Linked DNA regions of Gossypium hirsutum: region 2 is linked to region 1. Evidence: chromatin contacts called from public Hi-C data. All regions are on one chromosome and are shown on one strand. Each heading gives the region's core, a stretch centred on a gene start, on an enhancer-like site or on the middle of the called end of the contact. The rest is flanking DNA. Distances are from core to core; before and after follow the strand shown. Region 1 holds the start of LOC107894024 (pheophytinase, chloroplastic). Region 2 holds the start of LOC107894025 (ankyrin repeat domain-containing protein 2A).

Region 1 (7,956 bases), core at 2,970-5,469:
GGTCACAAAGGGTTAAAGTTTGCATTTGGCTTGTTTTTAAACATCGTTTGCTCACTAATGCAGAAAGGTTACGAAGAAGATTGGAAACAGACACTACTTGTGGAATATGTGGTCATAATTATGAAAGTGTCCATGTTTTATGGGATTGCATAACGGCACGGGAAATATGGATGTAGTTAATCCCTACAGGTAAACAATCTATTTTTTTTACAGGGCATCTTTACGAGTGGATAGAGCTTAATCTATGGAATAAGCAAGCTATTACCTTAGTCGGAGGAGTCAATTGGACTTGTTTGTTCGGGATTATCATTTGGCGCATTTGGAAGAACCGAAACCTACACATATTTCAAGGTTTTTCGTGGAGTACTGATGAATTTATTAAAGCCACTTTGTGTTGAGCAAAGCAGTATGTTTCTATGTTAAGTTCGCATGCCACTAAACCTTCAAGATCGGATTTCATTCTTGTTTCTTCGGATGGTTGGGTTTATTTAAATACGGATGGTTCAGTTAAATCTGTGGATATGTTTGCCGCAGCTGAAGGATTTCTGCGAGATCATAATGGGAATTGGATTGTTTGTTTCAACATGTATTTGGGCAATTGTGAAGTTTTTGGTTTAGAATTAAGGGGAATCTTAGACATGTTGAAAATTTCTCTTGATCGAGGCTTTCAAAAAGTCGTCATTCGAACAGATAATTTTAAAGCTGTTAAAATCATTCATAAAGGAGTTCGTGAAGACTCTAATTCTACTTTAGTAAGAAGAATACTTTTGTTTTTGAAGCTTCTAAGCCATTGAAATCTTCAACATATTCCTAGAGATGAAAATAAAATCGCAGACACGATTGTCCAGGTTAGGCGAAACAGAGAATCGAGGTTGCAGTTGGTTAATGAGAATTATGTGATGATGTTTTTTTAATGTTTAATACTTGCGTTGTAATATCTTTTTCACCAAAAAAAACAGTAATAAGTGAAATTATATGTGAATAAAAGATAATAATAAGGTACTAAAATAAAATTTAATATTGAGACGCCATGTAAGTAATTAGTGAAGAGAAATTTCGTAATACTTTTGTTCTCACCTTGATTTAGTAAAGTGAAATGTTATAGAGACCAGATTTGAGTGTTTAGAGCCTTGGTCAAGAAATGATAAATGAATGGACCTAACCCCCCTAAATGAGCAGCATAACGTGAAAGAATGACTAATTGATATAAGTAGATTCATCTGACTAATGGAACGAATGACTTTTAAAAAATAATATATAAAATCATTTAGAGTTTCTATAAAAGATTATTATTTCTATCTTTCATACAATATATAAAATCATTTTAAACTATAATCCATCTATTATGAATTTTTTCAAATGTCAAATGAAGAAATTCTAAAAGGTAAATAGTAAAGAAATTGACACTTATTTATAGGCTAAGCGTCAATGCAACATATACATGACATATCATTGCTATACATATATATATATATATATTCCTTGGATCAAAAATCTACTATACAAATGGCCACCAATTTCTAGCAATTACATCAATGGCTGCTCACAAAGCAGTAACTTGAGCCAACCAAGGAAGCAACTTTTGATGAACTAGGTCAGGTTTATCATCATGGGGGCAATGCCCTACACCTTCCAACATATAAAGGCTTACATTCGACGATTTCGAAGGTAAGGAAGAGAAGTACTTACCTACAGGCCCATCTATAGGGGTGAAAGGATCTTGATCACCCCATAAAACTAGGACAGGTAAGTTGATTCTCGGCATCAATTGCACAGGGTTTGGCCCTGGTGGACCGGTTATAATCGAGACAAAGGCATCGAGAGCACCTTCATCGTTCGCTGGTCCATTGATGATCTGCATTGTAAAAGAACATTATTATCAAGTTTAAATGGTTCGTGTTAATAAGGAACCGTAGGCGGTAACTCAAGGAGATTGATTGCTGTACCTCAACTAGTTCATCATCAACGGACTCTTTATTTCCATAAACAGATAACAAAATGTTTCTTAGATTATCTCTGCATTAAAGACAACTGGATGAGTAGCAATGAATATCAGTACAGGAAGATGGTTGAACCAAATAGAATACCTTTGCTTGGCGCGCTCAAAGACGGCCGTGGCGATTCGTCTTTGCTTCAATAAGAAATCAACCAACCAAAGCAAAGGTAAGAGGAGTTTGATCCTCCAATCATCAACAATTGCCTTGTTGTTCATCCCACCAGCACAATTCAACAGCACAATCCCTCGAACCAGGTTTTGACTAGATTCTTGTTCCACACAATATACATTAGAAATTTGTAAGTGGAAACACAATCAAACGCGAGATCAACATGGAATACATGATACGCACAAGAGATAATATTTAACATGCTCCACTTCTGGTTGCCTACATCTAGGGATAAGAGAAAAACTCCACCATAAACATAAGGATTACAAAGAATTCAAAACACTCAATGGACAAACACTAAACCTGAGCCCCAAAAAGATGCCCAGTTTTCTATGTTCCCTAGGTTTAAGCACATGGAAACACATTATCCCATTAACCCGATATTTTACCAAGCTCTTCCTCACGACCCTACAAAAGTCATTCCTATACAAAGATGCCACAGAAATTACCAAACTCTTCCTCACACCCAATAGACAAGCACTAAACTCGAGCCCAAAAACAAGCGCAGTTTTCTATGCTCCCTAGGTTTGAACACTTGAAATACACTTTACCCCATTAACCCAATATTTTACCAAATTCTTCCTCACACCCCTACAAAACTCATTTCCTATACAGAGACCCCATAGATATTACAAGAGATGATTCGGTTCCGGTTGCCTACATTGAGGGATGAGGGAAAAAAATTCCACTATAAACACAAGGATTACAACGGGTTCAAAACACGCAATACACAAATACTAATCCTGAGCCCCAAAACAAGCCCAGTTTTCTACGCTCTCTAGGTTTAAACACATGAAATACATTTTGCCCCATTAACCCAATATTTTACTAAACTCTTTCTCACAACCCTACAAAACTCATTTCCTACACAAATATGCCATAGAAATTACATCTATCTCATAATTCTGACCTAAGATCCTATTGCTTGATCATCAAGAAATCTTATTCTCTAAGATTTCTTACATGATATAAATATTTACGTATTAAATAAACTTAATTAGCAAGTAATCATTGATAACTAATTGCTAAGTAGAATTTGGTTCGGTATCTAGCAATATAATCATCAAAAAAAATTATATATGGATTTAAACTATGTGTTTTAACTACCTGAGGCAGCTATCACACAAGCAAGACTTCCCACAGAGTTTCCAATCAACACAGTAGGCTTCTGAACAACTTCATTCAAGAAATCTAGTATCAACTGTGAACAATAATATTGAGATTAGAAGGATTAATTTTGATTAAAACAGTTAAACGCCATGTTTTTGTGAGCTTGGGTTGTAGTGAAATATACCTCAGCCCAAGCTTCCATGGAATATGAAAAACCTTGGGGCTTATCTGATGCACCAAAACCCAGAAGGTCAATAGCATAAACAGTGTAATCCTGAGCCAATGTGTCAATATTCCTACAACAATTGTTAACCCAGTTCAAATACTGCAATCATTTCAAAATAAATGAAAAGCAACGATATTTCCAGTTTGGGTACCTTCGCCAATGGGGAATGGAGGCACCAAATCCATGAACGAGAAGCAAAGGAGGGTTGGTAGAAGATGATGAGGAAACAAAGTAATTGATGGAGTACCGACCTTTCCATTGCCACTTACTGCATTTCTCCTTTATCTGACTCACCCCTAACACGCTGACACGAGACTCAGTGGATGGGTCAACATAGCAAGTGATGAAACTACGGTTACCAACACCATAGCCACGACCGAGAACGGGAAGCTTGTTATCGTAAAGGTGAGGGAAAGCAAGTCCTGGTTTCAGTCTGGGTTCTTTAGCCTTCGTCCGCGGCAGCGAATGCGGCGGTCGGAGAAAAGCCGCCGCCACAACATGAAGAACCGTGGCAGCCGCCATCTTTATTCCCACCACTCAACTGTTTGTTATTTTTGTTCCACTCAAATTTCATTCCTTTGCCATATGGGGGGAGTTGTGTGTGGTATTGGTTGCATTTGGACTTCGGATTGCTCCCACCTCTCACTATCTTCAACACTGTTTTAAATTTTACATAATTGATAAAAGCTAAAATATTTAGATTTTTTTTTCGAAAAACAATTATTCTATTAAATTTTAGTAATTTGTAAAAAAAAAATTATGGACTTTTTATACAATGAAAGCTTACATTAAATTACTTTTATTTTCTAAAAATATATGTACATATTCATACATTAAACAAAAATAACCATATATATAAGAAGTTTAGTGCCCATTGAATTTTAATTTAATTAATATTAATATTGTTATATTGGTACGAATGTATTAAATTATTAAAATATTAATGAAAGAAAAAATTATGAGATGACATAAAACTATGTTAATTTTACATGCCCTCCCTTTATACCAAAATTTATTAATCTTTTCCATTCAATATTTTAATATACCAAAATTTCTAAACTTATACTAAAATTATTTGCAATTTATCAAAATTTCTAAAGCATTTCCTAAATGTCACAAACTCAACCCATTCAATATTTTTGTAAACCAAAATTTTTAAGGGTTTTCTTTGGAATTTTCTACATACCTAATTTACAATTTTAAAGGTTTATGAAAATTTTAAAATTAAACCAAATTTCTAAAAGTTTATCAAAATTCCTAAATATTTATCAAAATATCTAACGTTATACAAAAATTTTAAGATAATAAAAAATTGTTAAAATTTTTCTTTTAAAATTTTAAACTTATCCATTCAATATTTTGGCATACCATAATTTTAAAGTTTATATCAAAACTCCTTACAATCTAAAAAAAAAAATCTATACCATACCAACATTTTTAAGAGTTTACTAAAATTTCTAAAGTTATTTCTAAGAGTTCCAAACTCGACCCATTGAATATTTTAATACACCATAATTTCTAAAGTTATACCAAAATTTCTATGATTTTTCCTAAGAATTTTCTATATACCAAAACTTAATTGTACTTACCAAAAATTTTAAAGCTATATCATTTCTAATGGTTTTTTAAAAAAAAATTTAAGGGTTTACCAAAATTTCTTGTATAGAAAAGTTTTAAGGATTTAGGTTATACTAACATTATCAAGGGGTTTACCAAAATTTCTAAAGTTTTTCCTTACTTATCAAACTCGACTCATTCAACATTTTGGTGTACCAAAATTTCTAAAGTTAACTTTTCATAGGATTTATCAAATTGTTTCCTCAACCCATGCACCAGTCTTAATATACTTAAACCTAAATTTCTAAATACTTATCAAAATATTTAAAGTTATAGCTAAATTTTTAAGGATGTATCAAAAATTTTAAAGTTATATCAAAATTTCTTAAACTTTTACTTAGGGTCTCAGACTTGACCCATTTAACATTTTAATATACCAAAATTTTTAAAATTATATCAAAATATTTAAATTTATTAAAATTTTTAAGGATATACTAAATGGTTTACCAAAATTTCTAAAGTTTTTCCTAAGGGTCTTAGATTCGATCCATTCAACATTTTAGTATATCAAAATTTCTAATTTATACTAAAATTTCAAAAAGTTTACCAAAATTTCTATGCATTTTCCATAGAATTTCTTCTATGCCAAAATTTGATTTTTTTTATAAAAATTTTCAAGGATTTACCAAATTTTTTTAAGATTTACTAATATCTTTAAGATTATACCAAAATTTCAAAAGCTTTTCCTTGAAACTTTTTGTGTACCAAAATTTATAAGGTCACACCAAAATATCTAAAACTATACCAAAAGTTTTAAGAATTTCCTAAAATTTTTAAGGTTATATAAAAAATTTCTAAATTAGGGTCCTAACCTTGATCCATTCAACATTTTAGTATACCAAAAATTTTAAATTTATACAAAAATTTCTTAGGACTTACCAAAATTTCTAAGAATAGCATTTCCATAGGATTTATCACAATTTTTCCTCAACCCATGCAGCTGTCTTTGTATAAGTTATACCAAATTTCTTAAGGCTTTACCAAATATTTTAAGGTATATTTTAAACTTTTCCTTAGAGTCAGATTTACCCATTCAACATTTGGGTTTATCAAAATTGTTAACGTTATACGAAAATTTCTTGAAACTTGATCCATTCAACATTTGGTATATCATATTTTTTAATATTATATCAAAATTTTTAAGAATTTATTGAAATTTCTATAATTTTTTTTGTACCAAAATTTTTAAGAATTTACTGAAAATTTGAAAGATTTATCAAATTTTACAAGGGTTTGCCAAAATATTTTAGATTATGCCAAAATTTTAAAAAGTAAACTTTAAGAGTGTGTTTGGATAAAGAATCTTAAAAATTTTGAGACTTTTAAAATACATTTTAAAATTCATCAATTCAAAATGTTAAGATTTGCAATTTTTTTTTGTTTGGATAAATAATTTATTTAGAAAAGATTAGGTTAATGGAATTTTACAAATTAAAAAATAATTATATTAAAAACAAATAATATAAAAAATATTCAATTTGAATATCATTATATTTGTAAGCTTTTATAAATAGTTTTAATAAAATAAAATTTAAAGTATATACTATAATTAAATAAAATAAATTTTGAATTTGAAGTTTAAGTTTTCATCTTATAGCGAAATTATGTGTAATTAATCAAATAAAATTATGAGGAATTTTGAAAAACCACCTTTTTAGATGAAATTTAAAAATGAATTTGAACAATTAAAATTCTCTATTGAAATTTACTCATAAGTTTTGAAATTCTCTAATATATTTACTCAAAAAAGTAAATTCATTTTTAGGCATTTGAAAACCTGGATACAAATTAAATCTCTCTTATAAATTTCTCACCCAAACAAACCATAAAAAAATTGACATTAAATTGGTAAAAGTTTTCCTAAGTTTTAAGCTCGTTCTTCACATTTTTGGAGCCCTAAGCGTAACAATAAATTAAATTTCTTTTTAAAAACAATTATAAAATTTAAATATAATAAAAGCTAAAAAATTTTAGAGGTTTAAGAGATGAAGTATTTATGGTGAAAAATTGAAAACATTAATCATTTAATAAATTTATTTTAATTTGAATTTTCTTTTTTTTTATTCTAAAAGTTGAAAATTTTTAGAGCCCTTCCAATTTTGTGCCCTAGGCGGCTCTGCAAAGCTTACTAAATTAATTTTAGTAAAGCTTTGAAATAAAGTTACAAATAAAAAAGAAAAGCGAAGAATTCTATTCGTTTGTCGTTTGTTTTTAAAATTTTAGTCTTTTCTTTTCAAAGGTAAACATAAAGAATTTGAGCTAAAATTTAAAACAAATTTGGGTTTAATACATCAAAATTAAAGAACGATCCCAAACTTTAGCTACATTTGGTTTAAACAATTTCAGTCATCCATTTTTAATGATTATTAGTAGCAATTCAATCAATATCTCTAACTTTTAGTACTAGTCAAACAATTGGATTATTCTTTTCCCTGTTTCAATCTCATTATGAAAATTATGATTTTAAAGTAAAGGTGTTTGTAGGTTAAGTCGGGTTAGATTTAAGTATGATATTGACATAATATAAAGTATTATAAATGTGTTTGTGGGTCAAGTCGTGTTAGACTTAAGCATGATATTAACATAATATAAAATAGTATAAATTTAAAAATAGGCCAACTCGAGTCAAGTTCGGATTTTAAATGTTCAAGTTTGAACCTAGTTCATATTTTAAATGAGCCTAATATTTTCTTAAGTCTATTTTTGGGGATTAATATTTTTTCTCAAATCTTTCCAAATTTCAAGATAAACTTCGAGCTTGGACAGATAACCTGGCTCATAAACATGTCTATTTCAAAGTCTCATTATCATTTTGTTTTGTACAAATTTATTAATTTG
Region 2 (7,956 bases), core at 3,383-5,882, 240 kb before region 1:
ATTATTATTATACCTAAAAAAAATAGAGATGTATTGTTATATTATTTTATATATTTTAATAATATTTAAAATTATAATATATTTTCAATTTAAAATTTTGTTTAAACATTTTAATAAATTAACTAATTATATCACTGAAAAATTTATTTATTATTTTAAGTAAAAATTAAAAATAAATTAACTGAAACCTTATTTGATAAAATGTCAAATGAAAATTGATATTTTCAAAAACTTAATTTTATAAACACATTCAATAACTTACAATGAAAACTTTCTTGAGGATAAAATTATGTATGATTTATTTAAAAAAATTTGAAGTATCATTTTATGCATTCGTAAAAGAAAAGTGTAATTATATTTTTATTTTATAATAATTTAAAATGATTTAGTGTCAAATTTAAACTTCACAATGTTACAGGTAAATGGTATAATTTTATCCTAAAATGAATAAAGAAATTAACAATCCCTATACATATTTCAAGGGAAATTTTTTTAATTTTCACTTAAAAATGTTTACATGTTTTGAATTATCTATTAATTCATATAAAATTAAATAAAGAAAAAATGTAATCATAAGATGGAATTTCAAACTGCTAAATGCAGTTTTATATTCTAGGAAATCTCCCACCATTGTGTTTGGATTGCACAAATATTGATGCAAATTTCAAAGGGTATCAAAATTGAAAAACATAAATCAGAGGTGTTAATTGGGAGTAAAATTATCAATTTAAATTGTTTCGGATTTGAAAAGTTAAAATCAAATTGGATTTTGGAATTGTGAGTTCTAACTCTTAACAAAAAGTAAAATCAATTCAACTGAATGCCTACAGGACTTGAAAAGAATTCTTAAATAAAATTTCTCTGGTCCACATATTCCCATTATTTCCATGTAGAAACTATTTCAGGAAATGATTCTTTTTTTTAAAAAAAAAACCCACTAAATAAAATTTGCAAAACGTAGGCAACCAGGCAAAAGCAAAGACAGCATATCATGCCGTTCAGCCATGATTACAACCAACTTTGTCCAATAGCTGGGTAATAAAATCAAATGCCTATAACAAACATGCTAAGACCCAAACATACACATACCATTCGCATCCCCACCACTTCACGCTTCAAAGGAACGCATCCTTCTCCAATAATTTTAGTACCTCGTGCTGGTTGTTGAGCTTGGCAACTTCGATGGGAGTCTTGCCGTCCATGTTTTGGAGAGTGCTGCAGTCAATATGAAAGAAAATGTAGTTATGCACTCATAAGAGGTCAGGTTGGTATCGATGTTAAACCAAGTCACTTTGTTACTTACACAGCAGCACCATTCTCGAGTAGAAGGGCCACACAGTCTTTCCTTCCATAGCCAGCTGCATAATGGAGGGCAGTGTTCTTATTCTTGTCCAGAGCATCCACTTTTGCCCCAGCTTCAAGAAGGATTTGAGTGCATTTCACCTGAAATAAAACCAAAAATCGTAACCTAAAGCTTGCCAAAGAAACCAATAATTTAATCTCAGACAAACTCATGTGAACTGCTAGATTATATCTTTTCTTTTCTTTTTCTGTTATTCACTTCATTGTCCTGATTTGGTAGAACCAATGTCTCTCAGAAGAAATAAACCTATCATTTATTAAAGGAAATGTAATAAACACGCCCACTACATGGCAATAAGTACTGTTAAAACAAGAAACAAGCATTGCTTAGTAGCCAACAGATTCCATGATACACTAAGATCAGATAATAATAACAAAGCCTGATTTTTTTGTGTCTGGATATGTACTAGCAATATAAACGTTTTCCCCGTTGCAAAGATCCCAAGATGAGACACTACAAATAAAAGGATGTTTTAATACAAGTCCTACTACATCCCAAACTGCTATGGCAGTCTGTTATCAGGTTCAATATTTGTGCGTCCTAAAACTTACACTCAACCAGGCTATTAAGAGGCCCTTAGTGCATTAACAACTGTGGTGGTGTTGGACATTTGTAGACAGTTATAGATTAAAACTAAATGACTTTCCACACCAACTTTTTCCTTGTAAGATGAAACTAATTCATTTGTCAGATAATGCAACTGCATAGAGAGGAAGAGAGAGGACTGATTCAGATTTAAAATTGTTTATTACCTCGCCATACCCACATGCAAAATGTAATGCTGTCCTTCCCTCTGAATCTTCTTCATCCTTGTCAGCACCAGAGGATAGTGCAGTTTTCAGACCCTAAAACCGTGAAAACAGTCAAGATTATCTGTCAAAGGGGAAGAACACATGTACGAAACATTCATTCTGCCATACCTCAACATCACCAACACTAGCACAATGATGTACAATTGACTCATCCTCATTTCCTGCTTCATCCTCTTCATCTGCCGCGGAATTACCAGCAGAAGTGGCTGCATCTCCTGTAACTGCAAGACCCATTGCTTCACCCAACTTCTGCAGGACGTCTTTATCATTCCAATACCTGGACGATAAAACCTTTCTCGATTAATTTACTGAAGAAATAATAGAATGTATAATCTAAAGAAGAAAATGTTATGCCCCAACAAGCTTTTATCGCTGACCTCATCATTGCTGCGGGACCACCACTTTCTATTTCTTCCAAAATAGGCTTCAAAGATGGATCTTCTTTAATACGTGCCATCCTTTCCTCAATCTGGTCCTTTTGTTGAGGATTAGCCAAACTGTCAAGCATGGTAGACATAGCTGGATCCTGAAGAAAGACAAAACTAAAATTTCATCTACCAGAAGTGATGCATGTAATGTAATATAAGAAAATAGGACCACAGGAATCATGAATCCACTGAAAGTAGCTACTGGGCCCAGATATACCTGCATTAATGCATTACCAAGGCGCTCAGCCATGGTCATAAACTGGGGATTCTGCATAACCTGTTGCATAGTAGAATAATACTGCTGTGGATCAAACTGCGGCGTGGTCTCTTCAGCTGCTGCCCCTTGAAACGTTTTAGTGAGCTGCTCTGCCATTTGATTAAATGAAGGATCTTTGGCTATCTGCTCAGCTAGTTCCTTGATGCTTGGATCCTAACAAACCAAGATGGTTAACTTCCATAAGATATAAATTTGACTGTCAATTCTCAGCAATTACATTCACCGCTGAAACAGTCAATTAAAGAGACTAACCAAAAGCCTTAAATGTTCTACTACCAGTGTTGTCAAGGGCACAAGGCATGAAAAAACTAGCCAAATAAACCACAATATGTACTTTCTGAGTTCTTGTATGTGTGCACATATATACATATATATGTATGTAGTTTAAGATATGTAATAAACTCTAAAATGCAATCCAGTTTATCTACAGACATGCAATTTTTTTTCTATTGGTCGATATGCATGATTTACTTATGGTCCATGTCTGCCATTGAATACTCAAATATAGGAAAATACAGATTTTGAACTATCCATTTCTTACTAATAAAGGTATATCTAATGGAAAAAGTGAAAAAATAAAGCATGCTTTTTTATGCCTATCGCCTGACAAATAAAGCACGCCTAGACACACCAGGCATGCGCCTAATTGAATAGGCCTCGCCTGCAAGTTTCTAAGGCGCTTTTGTAGTCTAGTGCTAAGGTAAAAACCCGCCTTGAGAACACTGCAGGTAGCAAAAGATGAGCTATGACAATCAAAAGATGACCGAATCAGTAAGTTCACATGTTCCAAACAATAATCAAAATAAAAAGGCAAGAAGCTTACATTAAGAAGGCCACTCATGGCTGAGAAATCAAATGGATTGGGTGGGGCAAACCCAGGACCAGGCATAGCGTTGGGAGGGAAGGCCCCTGCTTGTGCTGGCTGTGAACCCCCAGTTGAAGGCTCAGGTGTTGAAGTTTTCTTCTCAGTGGTGGATGTTTCAGGCTTTGAACTTTTGCTCTCCGTTTTCAAAGCCGATTTCTCATCTAACAAATACAGGAGAAAAAAACATAAATAATAATCAATTTATCAATTCACTAACTTCAAAACCAAGCCCGTATCTGGATTCATCCACATTAACCCCAACCAAATTGAAATTACTCAAATCCTAACACAATTGCTATAACCCAACATAGGATCTCAAAAATCAGATCAATTCAAGACCTAAACTAAGTAATAAAAAATGAATAAGCACAAATTGCTTAAAACAGTAAATTCATTCAAGCGACGATTGAGAAACTAAGCATAAGGAGCTCAGGTAGATCTCAGAAACAAATTCCAAATACCGGTAAAGAAAAGGAATCTGAGATTATGCTTACCAGCAGTAGCGGGCTTCTTCGAATTGGAAGCCATGGTTGAAATGACTGAAAAAAAAAATTAGAAACGAGAATTTAAAATAAAAAATATTAATGGGAAATTAGATTGGAAATTCGATGAAAGTGGCCATTTTTTCCCTAAATTCGAAATGAAAAAGATAAATAGAAAATGGAGGAAAACCCTTTTCTTTTCTTTGTTTTCTGAGATAAAGTAAGGCACAGTAGCAGTACGGGGAACCTAAGGACCAAAGAGGCTTAATTTATATAGCCAAACTCTAATAATAACTAAAGCAAAAATTAGACCTAAGTGGCAATGCTTCGGCTCGGATTATAGCTGGTCATGGACACCTGCTCAAGTCCCAACTTGAAAAGATCTCGATAAAAATATAAAAAGTGGATTTAGGTAAAATTTAAATTCCGTTTTTTTATATTAGAGTATTGTATAAGATTTTTTTGATCTTAACTTAAACTTGTGATATATTATGTTATGAAAATATATATTAATTAAATAAGTTAAATAATAATTATATATATTTATATTAGATTTATATTAAATCATTAATTTAATAACAATTAATTTAATTACGTAGAACCTAAAAAAATTACTCAACTAAATAATATAACCCAAAATATATAATTTAAAAAATTATATTTAATACAATAAAATATTTATTATATTTATGGTAGTGTTTTTTTAATGTAAATATGTTTTAATGTATTTTAAATGTGTTAGAAAATTTTTATTTTAACTTTTTTTGTACATTTAATGTATTATATTTTTTAAAAAAATAGTTTTAAATAAAAGCTAATTTTAGAGAAATCAAATATGGAAGGGTCGGGGGTGGGTTTGGCCTGAGTTTACCTTTATTAAATTGAGTCGAGCTTGAACAAAAAAACAAACCCATATTTTAGGTCGAGTCTAGACTTCAAAAATTTATCTAGATACGTTACATGGGCCTAACCCGACTTATGAGTACCTTTAGCTTAAATCTATTTTAAAATGATTATAATAATTTAAGTAATAAAATTGAGATTTATTTTAAAACATGAATTTTTTTTTGAAATATAAATATATATAATTATTACAGAAGTATATGTAAAATGAAGTTCGACAATCACTTACAATTTCTTTAATGTATATATATATTAATGTACATAGAAAATAATTCTTTAATTAGTATAGTTGTTACCTCATGTTTCGCGTTGCGTTAATTATTTATTTGTATCAAATTATAGAGTAAATTTAAAGGTTAAAATATGCTCTAAATTCTCTATACACTTCGTACATTAATTTGAAATTTAGTCTCCGTACTTTTATAATCCTCTATTTTTTTGAATTTAAAAATTTAGGTCTAGTTGTTACCATTGTTGAAATTGTTCTATTATATTATCTGATGTAACATTTTGAAATTAAAAAAAATCACTTGATAGTCATATAAAAATAACGTTGAAAATACTTATTAGATTTTTTTCTTGAAAGCTCTTGTTCGAATCATCATGATAGAAATTTGTTTTACTATTGGAATTATACTATTTAAAAAAAATGGTGTTAGCATTTTAAATGAAATAGTTAACAATATAAACTATTTGGACTAGCTAATTACATTATGAAAGTAGACGTATTAAATTATGTCAAAAATTAAAGTATATAAATTAAATCTTAAATTTCAGCATAATTTAGAGGCCAAAATTGAAATTTGACCATTATCTTATGATGTAAAAAAAGAACGACACGAACCTATAAAAAATAGGAAACTACATTTCAATCTCTATTCTCTAAGATTCAATATTGAAATTATATATTACCATGTAATGTTTTAATAAAAAGTTAATAATATTAGCTATTTGGATTAATTAATAATATTATAAAAATAGATGGACCAAATGATATTAAAAATTAAAGTATATGGAATAAATCTCAAATTTAAATATATCAGAGAGACCAAATTAAAATTTAACCATTTTAGTAAATAATAATAATAATAATAATAAAGAGAACATAGTTTGATGCGCCACATGTAAGAAGGAAGAAACCTTCTTTTTACATATAAGTATTAATTATTTACACTAATTAATAATATTATAAAAATGTAAGAATTGATTTAAATTAAAAATTAAAATATAGAGATTAAATATCAAATTTAAATATATTAAAGAGACCAAAACTAAAATTTAACCATTTTAGTCAAATAAAAAAAAAGAAAGGCAAAATTATAACCTAAAAAATAGAGAGCATAACTATAATTTAACTATTCTTAACATAATATAAAAAAATCATGAATGATTGGGCACGTTTCAAAACGTGAAGGTTCTTTTATATATAGGTGTCTAATATATATATATATACATATATTATAGCTAAGTTTTTAACATGAAAATTTTCAATTTTAGACCACTTCTCTGATTGAAAAGTGGCATTATTGGTGATTTGACACATAAGCTCAACGGACCCACATAATTTTCACGGCCTTCACTTATAAAGTGTTTTCTATTTTAACAGTACAATTTATTTAATTTTTTAATCTATTAATACACATAGTTTTACCGCACGATTTATTTTCTTCAATTTTATATAGAATTAAATACAAAAGAGGCAATTACATAAATATTTCCATTTTGTTTAAACCAAACATAAACATATTGCATTGTAAATGTCCTCATTTTTGTGCATAATTAAAATTCAAAACCGAAGGTTACATTGAAATTTATAGGATTTCGTAACTTTTAACCATATTAAAAAATAAAAAATAAAAAGATAAACTATAAAAATAATTATTTTTTCTTTAACTTATATTTTTATTATATATATTTGAAATGTTATATTTTAGTCGCTTACGTTATCATTTTGTTATGAAGTGGTTACTTTACTATTAAGCTCTATTACCTCTCTAATGGTAGTTCTATGTAGCTGTCTAAATGAGTTTTAAATGCCAATTTAAATGCCTAGATGGGATGAAAATATATTTTTTTTATGAAAATAGAATACAAAAATTTATCCTAAAACCCATATAATCTCGTGTTTAAAAAGAAACAATAGTTGAGTTTTGAAAAATCACCATCAGAAAAGAGAAAAGAAGAGCACAACGACAGGAAAAAAAAAAGAAGAAAAAGAAGTTGCAAGCAATCCTTGATTAGGATTTTTCTTCGAGGATTGAGATGACCAATCTGCATTTGGAAACGACTGCAAGAACAATTTTTATATAGATAATTTGATAGCTGCTAGAAAGTCACTGAAGCTTAGCTTAGAGAAATCGAGAACCTTAATATTTGCTCTTGAAAAGGCTGGACCTAGGTTAGAGGAGATGAACCAAAGATTACTTTCCTTAGAAGCAGATGTCTGTCCAATTCGTGCCGGCAAGGATGCACTTGTTGCTATCAGGGGAGCATATTAATATTTTAAAAAAGGATTATAAAATATTGACTCATTTATATTTAACAATAAGTGTGGTGCAGTGCTGAAATATATGATTTTGGTTACAATTTTTAACATATTATTTTTCAAACATTACAAATTTCAAATATATTTAAAAATAATAAATTAAGAAATTAATACATCGCAGAAGATAAAAAATTATCATAGAATTTGAGTGCAAACATGAAAATTTCGATATACTGATAATTTTTTATCACTCTTTTAGGCATTTTAATAAATTAATAACATATATTTTAAGTAGCATGTGGTTAAAGAAATACATACCCATTAAATTGCATTCAATGTCT

Evidence for each region. Hi-C and Micro-C count contacts between places; a contact is called where the count stands out from the background.
Region 2: a Hi-C map of leaf shows a contact between it and region 1, with 2.4 times the contacts expected there. The contact joins the promoter of LOC107894025 here to the promoter of LOC107894024 in region 1. A contact is called at or near these places in 10 of 34 Hi-C or Micro-C datasets (callus, hypocotyl, leaf and 1 more).

The regions. Positions count from the first base shown.
Region 1 is chrA13:14,244,501-14,252,456 of Gossypium_hirsutum_v2.1, reverse strand. It overlaps LOC107894024 (pheophytinase, chloroplastic), which reads right to left and starts at 4,219. Exons shown (of 6, transcript XM_016819213.2): 1 at 3,653-4,219; 2 at 3,460-3,571; 3 at 3,273-3,366; 4 at 2,088-2,265; 5 at 1,947-2,016; 6 at 1,393-1,855. The coding sequence starts at 4,023. The coding sequence ends at 1,544.
Region 2 is chrA13:14,480,383-14,488,338 of Gossypium_hirsutum_v2.1, reverse strand. LOC107894025 (ankyrin repeat domain-containing protein 2A) reads right to left here and starts at 4,632. Exons shown (of 8, transcript XM_041084965.1): 1 at 4,240-4,632; 2 at 3,704-3,906; 3 at 2,821-3,033; 4 at 2,553-2,701; 5 at 2,284-2,452; 6 at 2,116-2,208; 7 at 1,304-1,443; 8 at 830-1,215. The coding sequence starts at 4,273. The coding sequence ends at 1,116.